Regions from separate parts of the Zea mays genome. Here region 1 is linked to region 2. Evidence: chromatin contacts called from public Hi-C data. All regions are on one chromosome and are shown on one strand. The core of a region is the stretch at or near the end of the contact, and the rest is flanking DNA. Distances in the headings are between cores, read along the strand shown. Region 1 holds the start of LOC103630398. Region 2 holds the start of LOC103630397 (serine/threonine-protein kinase Nek4).

What was found. A called contact is a pair of places that touch in the nucleus more often than the background predicts.
Region 1: a contact with region 2 is called in a Hi-C map of leaf, with 5 times the contacts expected there. The contact joins the promoter of LOC103630398 here to the promoter of LOC103630397 in region 2. A contact is called at or near these places in 8 of 25 Hi-C or Micro-C datasets (bundle sheath, ear, endosperm and 2 more) and 1 of 3 datasets of contacts at active chromatin or transcription factors (leaf).

What each region holds. Positions count from the first base shown.
Region 1 is chr6:160,438,478-160,444,470 of Zm-B73-REFERENCE-NAM-5.0, forward strand. LOC103630398 reads right to left here and starts at 1,425. Exons shown (of 3, transcript XM_020540139.1): 1 at 1,237-1,425; 2 at 189-374; 3 at 1-87. The coding sequence starts at 1,425.
Region 2 is chr6:160,277,271-160,283,221 of Zm-B73-REFERENCE-NAM-5.0, forward strand. It overlaps LOC103630397 (serine/threonine-protein kinase Nek4), which reads left to right and starts at 4,175. Exons shown (of 15, transcript XM_008651450.3): 1 at 4,175-4,596; 2 at 4,896-5,136; 3 at 5,227-5,293; 4 at 5,372-5,437; 5 at 5,515-5,561; 6 at 5,641-5,686; 7 at 5,772-5,852; 8 at 5,929-5,951. The coding sequence starts at 5,039.

The sequences.
Region 1 (5,993 bases), core at 175-2,674, 160 kb after region 2:
AGTTGCTAATCCTGTCCCAAATATAGTCATCATCTCCTTATAGTTTTCTATAGGCTTGTTTAAGAACTCAGCATCCTTAGGGTGGGCCTAAGTATAACATTCAGGACAAGTTAGGCATACAATACAAGTGGAAAAAGGAATGCCACCACTGTAGTAATGTTCAGGACAAGTTAGGAATAAACACAGACCTTAATGTGGCCATTGTAGTGCTCATCCTCCAGACTTATCATGCATAAGTCTTCATCCCAATTGGCACCACTCAACTCTCTTAATTTTGCCACCCTCATCCACCTCTGTCTCCATTTACGTAAGTGGTTGTACACCTGAGTACCGGTCACCTCACTGCCAGACTTAGTAATGTTTGGTGAATGACCCTAAATCTTTGGTTGTGGCCTACTACATGAAGAAACATTGCCACTTGCTCTTCTATAGAACTGTGTATGGTGTCCCTTAGCAAGTTTCTATCCCTAAACAGGTTACACAAGTTGAAGAATGGAGCTCTACGCATGCGCAGCATGCTAATACATTCTACATCATTGCAATTGTAAATTTTGTTCAGGTTTGCTTGCCTTTCCTCATCCATAGCACTTAATGGGCCGTATGTGATTTGAGGACGCGTAGCTTGTGCCACCCTAAGCCTACTCATGAAGTATGCATAAATAACAGCAACAAAAGCAGCCGCTTGATTGACAAGCAGTGTTCTCTGATCCATAGGTTCCATCTAATACATAGCAAGAATGGAAAATGCATGGCTCAGAACATGTTCTCACATAACAAAATGAAACATCAATGACTAAGATATGTGCTCAGATAACATAATGAAACATCAATGACTAAGACATGTGCTCAGATAATAAAATGAAACTTCAGTAAGGGACATGAATCATATGCAAAGTTTCAACACTAATCCACAGGGAATCACAAGATCTAGGGCGGATTTGAGGTTACCTGCGCTTTTTGGTCAAGAACCCTAACCGAGATAACCACGAACCCTAACCAGATTCCAACAGATCGAAGGAAAGGGGAAACACAAAAAATGTTAGGAGCGACCACAGATCTTGCACATCCCGAAAATGAAGAAGGAAATAGCACAAAACATCACCTGCTCTCACCGACAGAAAGAAATGAAGAGAGAAAGATGAAGGGACGAAAGAGGGTTGCGACGCCACAGAGGGGTACATATACCAGAGATTGGCGCGAAAGGAGGCGGTAACCCTAGGAGCTTCCCGCGCGAACGCGGCTGCATGGCGGGAGCCGCCTTTCGGAGCGCGCGCTCGCCCGCTCGCGTGCGCAGCCAGCCAGGCCGAGGAGAAACGAGAACTCCAGGCGTTCCGCCGGAGCCAGGCTGGGGAGGGGGTATTGCACGAGCGCATGCAGCATCTGGATGCAGTGCAGGCAACCAAACACCCTAACATAGGATTCCATGGGCCAGGCTGGGCCAAAACCAGGCAACCAAACGCGCCCTTAGCCTTTGTAATGTACTATATAAAATTATCCTAAGACTACACTTCTAGGTGGGGAGAAAACACGACAATTCTAGCTGAATAAAAGGTTCGAAATGGGCTAGTTGGTCCAGTTGCACGAGGTCTTAGCTCGTCCTTCCTATCCAACACCCCTGGTCTCAGCTCGGCCGGTTAGACTATCCACAGCGGTTTTTTCTAAATTTTTCCCTTTATACTATTTTTTTTTTTGCGTCACATCATCAACATTCCATCCCTTACTTTTTTATCTCCCGCAACGGTTTCCCCTATATTCTCTCCCTATATCCCACTACAACCATAAAATATCATTTCCTATACCTACTTTTCATCTACTATCAATTTTTCTCTATCTAATAAATACTCACGTGTATACAAAACGACGCAAGAGGAGCCGCTGGCGTTACCCTAAATCTAGCGGATCACTGTGCATCACGCTTGTACTGTAGCAGTTGTAGCGGTGAGCGCTGCATCATATAGGGTTCCTCTGCACACCCTAAACCAAAGGGAGGGGGCGCCTGGCGGGATGCGCTGCATATAGCCTTAGGCCCATCCTTTATCTAGGGCGTTAGGCTGTCTCCAGCAACGTCCCCTAAATTTCGTCCTCTAAAGGAATATTCTCTGTCTTTTACAGCACACTCTAAAAGATTTTATCTTCTATATCATCTCAGTCTCCAACAACGTTCCTTAAATTTGGTCCTCTATAGCTACAGTATTAACAGAATACACAACTACCTTATTTATTCAACGTTAAATAGTCGTATTCAAATTCAATCACGACACCTTGGCAGTCTAAGCTACAAATTTTAACCTTGTTTGCCAAATGACCAATTAATCATCACATTACTCGTATGATTCATCTCGATTCATCCAACAAACTAACGATAAAATGTAATGGCAAAAATCAAACCGTTTTCCACAACAAAAAACATAAATCGTAGGACCAAAAAAATCACTGCTTGGAAGGATGCATCGGTTGCCTAAGGCCGGAGACTCGCTGTTGTACGAGGAGATGGGCGCGCACAGGCACACCCGCGTGAACGACGCCGCCACGTTCAGCGACGAAGACCTGCGCAGCTTCCCGGGGCCCCTCGCCAGCGCCGCGCCCTTGCCGGCGGCCGTCACCCCCGATGCCGCCGCCGCCTTCGTCGGCGATGCCTTGGCCCCGCACGCCGCCGGCTGCTTCCAGACGAGGAGGAGGAGAACGCGATGGCGAAGGCCGTGGCGAGCCTGGTGGCAACGAGGGGCCCCAGGACGCTCCACCGAGGACCTGGCCCTGGCCGGTGGAGACCAGCACGGCGAGGTTGAATGCCTCGGGCTGGGCAAGGGCGGTAGCACGGTGCCTGCCACGGAGAGGAAGTAGACATTTCAAGGCGCAGGAGAGAGAACCGGTCGGCGTTTAGCGGACGCTCAGCAAGCTCCACATTTGACGTCTCCCGAACGAGTGCTAAAATTTAGCGTGCAGTTTACTAGATGTTGTTGGAGTTAAAAAGAAGTCTGACGTCCGCTATATTCAAGGTACCGGATCCTTTACCGGACCTTGCTGGACACAGCCTTAGGACCATACGGGGCTGCTTGGATTACTTGATGAGGTCTGTGTCAACTTGCCGAGCTAGGAACTTGCCCTGGCCGAAGTGAGTGTTTGATTGTATTGCTCATATCATCCACCGAGGAATCATGCTCCCGATACCCGTCAATAGGAATGTAAATGATATGGAATTAAGGATAATGTTCGTCTGTATTCGTATTTGATCTGTTTAAGAGGACTAAGATCCGTTCTATATTCGAGTTCAAGTATTCAGTATTCGATCCGTATCCGATCTATATCTATATTCACATACTCAAAGTTGAATATTCAAAATGTCGGCATTCATTTAAATTTTTTCGAAACAATTCGATAACATTCGTATTTGATCTAAATCTGAAAAAATATAAAAACAAATATAGAATGACTAGACGAGTAATATCTATCTGTATTCGATCTAATTACATCCTAACCCGTCAAGACATATTCTAGATATACTATTATGATAAATAATTTATATACTAAAGCAACTTGTTTTATATGTTTACAATAAAATTTGTTTGATATTTTCTGATTTACCATAAGTTTTTATAAGTTTTTTGTTTTAAAATTTCAAAGATAAAATTCCCCCAGAAAACAAAACCCTGTCGTTGTCGCAAGTTGGCCCAGCGTTTAGGCCCCCGCTGGAGGATAGGTCGGCCCAACGCGACGAAGCCTAGGGCGCGAGCAACAAATGAAAAAAAAACCCTGGCGTTTTGGCCTACTAACACGTGGTCCATTGCACCGTTCCACGGAGTTAGGTTATAAACGATATGGATATTATCTGTTCATATTCAAATTCGATCCGTCTAAAGAAGTTGAGATCTCATCTGTATCTAAATCAGGGTACTTAATATTTAATTTGTATCTATATTTTTAAAGTTAGATATTTAATATGTCGATATCTATTTAAATCTTATCCGATACACTTTGATAATATCTGCATCTGATCCGAATCTGAAGAGAAAATATGGAAACAAATATGAAACAACTAATATCCATATGTATCCGATCCAATTACAACCCCACACTGAGTCGTCTACTTCACACTCGAACCCTCATATATTTCTCTATCTTTGCAATCTCGAGTACGTGTAAATCTTTTTATCTCTATTTCTTCTCTACTCCTTTAAAGCACGAGTTTCGTGCATCGTGTATCATGCGTCATAGATGAAAGGAAAATGGCCTCAACATTTTCTATAATCGATTTTGATGTATGATGTCCATCACAAACCATATGGACTAACTAGTTTGGCTAGTGGATATTTTTATCAGGTGCATAAAGCTCACATCAATATACAAAGAAAATGACTTGAGGGAATTCTACAGAATTTGGAGCATACAGGATCTGGTGTAGCCAGTGGCGCAGCGGACACTATCCGGTGCCCTGGCTGAGCACCTCGCGAACTGGCCGCTCTCGGGTTTTCTCGGCGCTCGTCCACTAAAATTCATCGGACTGTCCGGTGTGCCACCGGACTGTCCGGTGAGACAACGGAGCAACAGTCAACTTCGCCCAACGGTCGACTGCGCGACTGCGCGCGCAGTCTGCAGTACCAGAAGTTAGATGACAGTCTACGACAACAGGTCACACCGGACTGTCCGGTGTGCCACCAGACTGTCCGCTGCCACAAGAAGACAGAAGACTTATATGGTCAACAGTTCCAAACCCCAACGATCGACTGACGTGGCACTCACCTGACAGTGAACAGTGCAGTGTCTAGTGCACCACCGGACTGTCCGATGTGCCCATCGACAGCAACGGCTGGAATAGTGACCACCACCATTCAAGTCATCAAGCATTGCAACTTCCTCATTCAATACTAGAGCAAAAGAATAGACTCCAAGACTCAATCAAAGCATCAAATCCTCTCCAAGTTCTAAAAATCAAGTCAAGTGCTCAAAAGTGTTTAGTGACTTGAGAGAGGGTGATTTGTGTTTCTTTTGTTTGTCTTGTTGCTTGGTTGATTTCTTCTTCTCATTCAAACTTCCCAAAAGTTTTGTAAAGCAAGCAAGAGACACCTAATTATGTGGTGATCCTTGCGGGGTCTTAGTGACCAGTGTGATTAAGAAGAAGCACTCGACCAGTCTAAGTGACCGATTGAGAGAGGGAAAGGGTTGGAATAGACCCGGCCTTTGTGGCCTCCTCAACGGGAGTAGGTTCCTTGGAACCGAACCTCGAGAAACAAATCATCGTGTTCACTTGTGTTGATCTTCACTCGATTTGTTTCTTTCCTTTCCTCTCTCTAAAAGTTCTCTTGCTCACATCGTTTTGAGTTTGCTCCCAAAGTTATCCGCATTGATTGAGCAACTCATTGCAAGAAGAATTATCTTCCGCACTCCGAATTCACATTTGTTTATTTCTAACCCTAACCCCGGGTGAAGTACGTGTTCAAAGTTTATATTTTTCAGGCTTCGCCTATTCACCCTCCCTCTAGGCGACTTTCAGTAGATCTATTTTTTCTCATATCTCGTTTAACTAGATAAGATAAGTCTTATCTCTTGCATGCGTAACCAAACATGGAACCACCACGAGCGCTTCCTCCTTCTCTCCATCTCTTTCTTAGTCTCCGCCTCCTCACCTAGATTCTTTCGCACTACTATAGAGGACATCGACATTCCCCCGCCGGCAAACACCTTGAGGCATTCCAGATATCAAGTTTAGTTTTATATTCGTTGTTGTCAAATAGTTTGTGAGATATTAAGGTCGATAATAATATATGTGATAATAATATATGTATTGTTCGTTTTATGTAATTGTTGTGCACTAATAAATTATTAAATTATGTGTCGTCGCAAGGTATGGGCATTGTACTATGTCCTTAACATAGCACTGGTAGGGGCGCCCGGCTGATGGCCGATTCTGACAGGGGTAGTCTCGCTAACGGCGATGAGACTGTCTCCAGCAAATCATGCATATGGCCGTACAAAACACTGTTTTGCAATGTATACAA
Region 2 (5,951 bases), core at 2,925-5,424:
AAGCGTGAACTCAGCGATCAATGGGCAGATCACCTAGAAGTGACTGTTGAAGAGCTTCGTTCGTCCAAAAAGAGATGCTACAACAAATCTATAGATTGTATTAAGAAATTAAAGGCTAGCTTTGCCAAGGTTGGCGCGTTCTCAAGTGAGGAAAACTTTTCGAGAGGCAATCCCGAAGGTGTTATCGAATGGATTGGCCACGAAGCTGAAGCCTTCGAAGAAAATTTAAATAGCCGAGGAGATATATGTGCCTTCTCTGGCGCCAGAGGGATTGCCACCATCTTAGAGAAGAAGGGCTGCGAACATGTAAAAATTTTAGCACAGTCCGAAGCTGCCTTGTCCTTTGAAGATACAAGAGATCCTTCGGCCGAAGCTAGCATAATTGGTGGAAAGTTTTTTACCGATATCTGGGATAATGGTGGCCGAGAAATGGCCGGAGAAATTATTCGAAGAAGTGAAAAGGGGATTCATGATGCTAGAGAAGTAGCTGAGGCTGCTGAAAAGAGCGCAGGGGCCGAAGGTCAATTAGGTATTAAATAATGGTTTTTATCGTGTTGTAATCTTAGGCTTTAAAATTTGTTTGCGATTTGTAATAGCAATGTAGCCGTGTCCTGTCCTTCCTCAGATCCTACTGAAGTATCTCCGGGTGCACGGCCTAGGGGTGATGATGAGATTAAAAAGATGGCTGAGGCTATTATGGATGAAGTTGTCGATCGACTGTTGAACGAAGCTGCAGAAGTGGTACTTAGGGAAGACTAAATGCTATTGTAAAAACATTTTAAATGTAACATGTGTAATATCTTGTAATCCTGTATGTAATATATTTGTTTTATTTTTCTTTATGGTTCAATTCTTTACGATGCATGAAACTTTACATACGTACCGTTTTTGAGTCTGGCGAAAAAACACCTTCCCTTCTTTTCATGCTTCGTGAAGAAGAATTACCATTTATCACAACAATGTCCGAAGTATCCTGAAAAGTGTTGAAGCTTCGTAGAAACATTCTTCAAGGCTATACTTCAGAGATCAATATTGTTTCTCCTTGTGACTTGGCATGATTTGCCCCTTTTTCAAAACGTTTTCCCGAAGATTGATATCATATCTCTTTCTTATGCCACATGCAGTATGATGTATGATGCTTATGTTATGCAAAAAATGATGTGATGATGTTATGCTATGTAAAGTGATATTCCGAAGGTACAGGCATATCTGCGGGATAAAACATAATCTTTTTGTGAATCAGCGTTGACTTTTCGCTATAAGCCTCCCTTAGGAGCTTCTTCGCCTTTTACTTAGGCGGTATCAGCGTTGACTTTTCGCTGTAAGCTCTGCATTCCCTTAGGAACGACTTTGGAGCTTCTTCGCCTTTTACTTAGGCGGTATCAGCGTTGACTTTTCGCTATATGCTCTGCATTCCTTTTGGAACGACTTTGGAGCAGAAAACTTACACTGCGCTCCCTTCGGAACGACTTTTTGTGACTTCGTCAGACTTACTCTGCGTTCCTTGGAACGACTTTTCGTTGCTTCGAAGAATTTTTTCGATAATTCGAAGGTCCTCTTTGTTATGACAAATCCTTGTACTTCAACAACTGGAGCCTGTGAAGAAAATATATTTTCCTTATGGGAATTGATGAAACCATTTTCATAAAATCTAAGCAATGTCCTTTATTACACAGAAAATAAAACTGAATGAAAAAGATTACTATTAAGGTAGGATATTCGTCAATAGATGTGCTTTGACTCTGGCACAGTGCTATTGACTGTACGAGCTTCGGACTGCTCTCTGAAGTCCCTCTGGTGTGGAGTATACTGGCTCCCTTCTGGCTGCTGGCCTTGTTGCAACGGAGGTGGAGGCGGAGGCTGCTGCCAGGAAGCTTGAGGCTGACTTGCCGAAGCAACAGAAACTGCAGGATGGTTGCCCACATATTCTGGGATGTAGGGCGAATGATACGAAGCTGTATGCATGACCTGCTTCGGCTGAGTTTGTTGTGCTGCTGCTTCAGCTATTTCCTTTTGCTTCTGAATAGTAACATGGCACATCCTGGTAGTATGGCCTTTGTTCTCACCGCAGAATAAGCAAAAGATTCTTCTCGGTTGATCGCCAAATCTTCCTCCGAAGCCCCTGGCACCTCTGCCTCTTGGTGCTGGTGGTCGGAAAGAGCTTTGCTGTTGCCCCGAAGCCTGTGAGGAGTATTGTGGCCTTTGCTGCTGACTCCCTTTATCATCATTTTGAGTAGAATTGTGAATTGACCTGACATGCCTCGGGTAGAACCTTCCTCCGAAGCCCCTGGTCATCTCAGAAAACCTGAAAGCCTCCTCCCTTCTTTGACGAAAATCATTGTCAGCTCGAATGTATTCATCCATCTTCTGGAGCAACTTTTCCAGCGTTTGTGGTGGCTTTCTGGCAAAATACTGTGCTGACGGCCCTGGCCGAAGCCCCTTGATCATAGCCTCAATGACAATCTCATTGGGCACTGTTGGCGCCTGTGCCCTCAATCGTAGAAACCTTCGGACATATGCCTGAAGGTACTCCTCATGGTCCTGGGTACACTGGAAGAGAGCCTGAGCAGTTACCGGCTTCGTCTGAAACCCTTGAAAGCTAGTTATCAGCATATCCTTCAGTTTCTGCCAAGAAGTGATTGTCCCTGGCCGAAGAGAAGAGTACCAAGTCTGAGCAACGCTTCTGACGGCCATGACAAATGATTTTGCCATGACTGCCATGTTGCCACCGTACGAAGATATAGTTGCTTCATAGCTCATAAGGAATTGCTTAGGGTCTGAGTGACCGTCATATATGGGAAGCTGGGGTGGCTTGTAAGTCTGTGGCCAAGGTGTAGCCTGCAATTCTGTTGAGAGAGGGGAAGCATCATCAAAAGCAAAGTTGCCATGGTGGAAATCGTCATACCGGTCTTCCTCATTACGAAAGTCTTCCTGGTGAAACTCTCTGCGTGGAGGCCTTCGGTTTTGATCATCTTGAACAAGATGACGAACCTCTTCGGAAGCTTCATCTATTTGTCTCTGAAGATCAGCTAGACGGGCCATCTTCTCCTTCTTGCGTTGAACCTGTTGCTGAAGGATTTCCAGATTCTGAATTTCCTGATCTAGATCATCCTCCGGAGGTGTTGGACTGGCTGCCTTCCTCTTCTGGCTTCGTGCCTCTCTAAGAGAAAGGACGTCTTGATTGGGGTCCAGCGGCTGCAGCGTGCCAGCCCCTGCTGCTGAAGCCTTCTTCGGCGGCATGACGAAGGTGATGCTTGCCGAAGGTGTTGAAAAGCTCAAGAAATGGAAGTGAGTTCACCGGAGGTGGGCGCCAATGTTGGGGACTTGTTCTCAAGTGCTAAGAGTTAAGAACAAGGCAACACAGAAAATGTTAATCGTTATAGTCCTTCGTCCTCCGAAGCATTATTTCCCTTAGGATATAATGATTTACGGACGAAGGTTATGAAGGACGTACCTTCATAAAATCATTAAACGGTGATGAAGGTAAAAATGTAAAGGATATAAAAGACAATATGAACGATTATATATTATTATCAGGCATAAACAGAAATATTATTGAATTACAAGTGTACCTTCAATCGAGAGAGGATGACAATACAAATGTGACGCAAAAAGTGAATGCCCAGTCAGCGTGAACAGTACGGGGATACTGTTCACCTATTTATAGGCACGGGACACAGCCCTTACAAAATTACATACATGCCCTTTACATTTGATAATAATTCTATAGTAGTCTATCGAGGTCTGAATAGCCTTTTCATCTTTAAGTCGGTTCCACTCTTTGCTGTCACGCCGAAGCTTTCCTGCTCGCACCTTCGGCTCTGTATCAACCTTCGTATTATTCCGGTCTACAGCAATGCCGACTTTAGTCCGAGGATACCTGTTCACACATTGTACTCCAGAAATACTGTTAAATCCTGTTTTTGAGGACCTTCGGATGCCGAAGGTCCCCAACAATTTGGATCTTATGTTCTAAAAATTATTTGGCTAAAATTAAGGATTTGACTTCACATAACTTATGGGGTCGAATGGACTATATTTTTTGAGGCTAACTAAACTTTAGATATCACTATAGGCTGTATATCTGGAGCTTTAGCAAAAACTGAAATAATCTGAATTTTAGAAGCTAATAAGTTTTAATGACATCTTAACAGAGCCCCCAAAAAAATTTAGTGGAAGCCACGCTTCCAAAAATTGGTCCCTTTCGGCAACCATCTCTCTTACCTCTTCTGATGTTGATGTGCCTTTTTAACCCCCACCGCACCGCCACCGCACGCTGTTGCGGCCGCGCCATATAAAAGCTGCCGAGCAAAACTCCGTCGCCCACACCGTTACCCCCCCTACGCCGCACTGCGAAACCAACAACCAAATCAAATCCGGAGCCAGTAGGGAGTGGTAGGCGGAGCGGAGCCGCGAGGAGCCCGCGTGTCGCGAGAGAGCAGAGGCGGCGGACCGGCGGCGTCCACCGAACAGGAGATCTTGCCGTGACATCGTCCCGTCGCCTGTTCCCACCAGAATCGAAGGAGAAACTTCGTCGCCGCTGCCGCGGCATCCGGTCATCCTCGCCGCTTGCCAATGCAGGTGGAGACCACCGCGGTAAGGCCCCTCTGCGCGCGGTTCCGTTGGTGGGAGCAGCGACAGCGTGCTGTTTGCACAGCTGCTGCGAATTCAGTAGCACTACTATTTTGGACAACTGATGCATTAGCTTCTCGCCGTAGGTCATCGATTTTCGTGGTTCAATAACTTTTTTTTTGTAACATCAACTCTCCTTTCTAAGAAAAGGCAAATGGTGTGGATTTGATTGGACGCCACGTGATAGCGCGTGCGCTTTCATCAAAGGCTTCAAAGCAGCTTGCAGCTTGGCTTATTAGGTGTCTGTGTGCTTTCTTTTGCAGAGCTCGCTTAAGATGTCGCCGTGTTTGAACCTCAGTTGGACCTGGTCAGGACAAATGTGACTGGTTGGGCTATATACGGATTGACGTACCTGTTGCGAGTTGCTGCTGCTGGACTGTGATTGTTTTGTCACGTATTGAGGCTCATGGAGTCACGGATGGATCAGTACGAAATCATGGAGCAGATTGGCCGTGGGGCTTTCGGTGCCGCCATACTAGTCAATCACAAATCTGAAAAGAAGAAGTAAGATATAGCGCTCTTCCATCAGTATGTAGGCTATATATGGCTTTGTCCCTTCCCTACCATTTGGGTAACTGTATGATTGTCTTGCAGGTATGTGCTGAAGAAAATCCGTCTTGCGAGGCAGACTGAGCGCTGTCGGAAGTCTGCCCATCAAGAGGTTGGTGAAATGTGATGCTTTATTTCTGATTCATCGGTTGTGCCTTGAAGAGTCAGTAAGGGAAAAGCTGAATTGCAGATGGCTCTAATTGCTCGGCTGCAGCACCCTTACATTGTTGAATTCAAGGAGGCTTGGGTTGAGAAGGTTTTGTAGTTCAGGAACTTGTTCTTACCTTGTTTCTTCTGTTTGAACTTATTTAGTTGACAAGGTGAGTTATGCAGGGTTGTTATGTCTGCATTGTCACGGGCTATTGTGAAGGTGGAGACATGTGAGTGTGCTTTGGCGGTCATCCTTTTAGTTGCAACATAACCACATTTAGTTATGAGAACCTTTGTCTTGTTTTTCAGGGATGAGCTGATGAAGAAATCAAATGGTACCTACTTTCCTGAGGAGGTATGAGAAGACTTGTGCATTTTGTTTATCTGGTTGAAGGAAGGAAATCATCCACATTGCACTTATAACACCGAATAATCTTCAGGTATTGCTTAAATGGTTCGCTCAATTGGTGTTGGCTGTAGATTACTTGCACTCGAACTATGTCTTGCACCGTGATCTGAAAGTAAGTGAAACACAATAGATGATCATCATTGTCAATTTTTTATGCAATAAATGGTCATGACTCCTCAAACTTGCAGTGCTCCAACATATTTCTCACCAA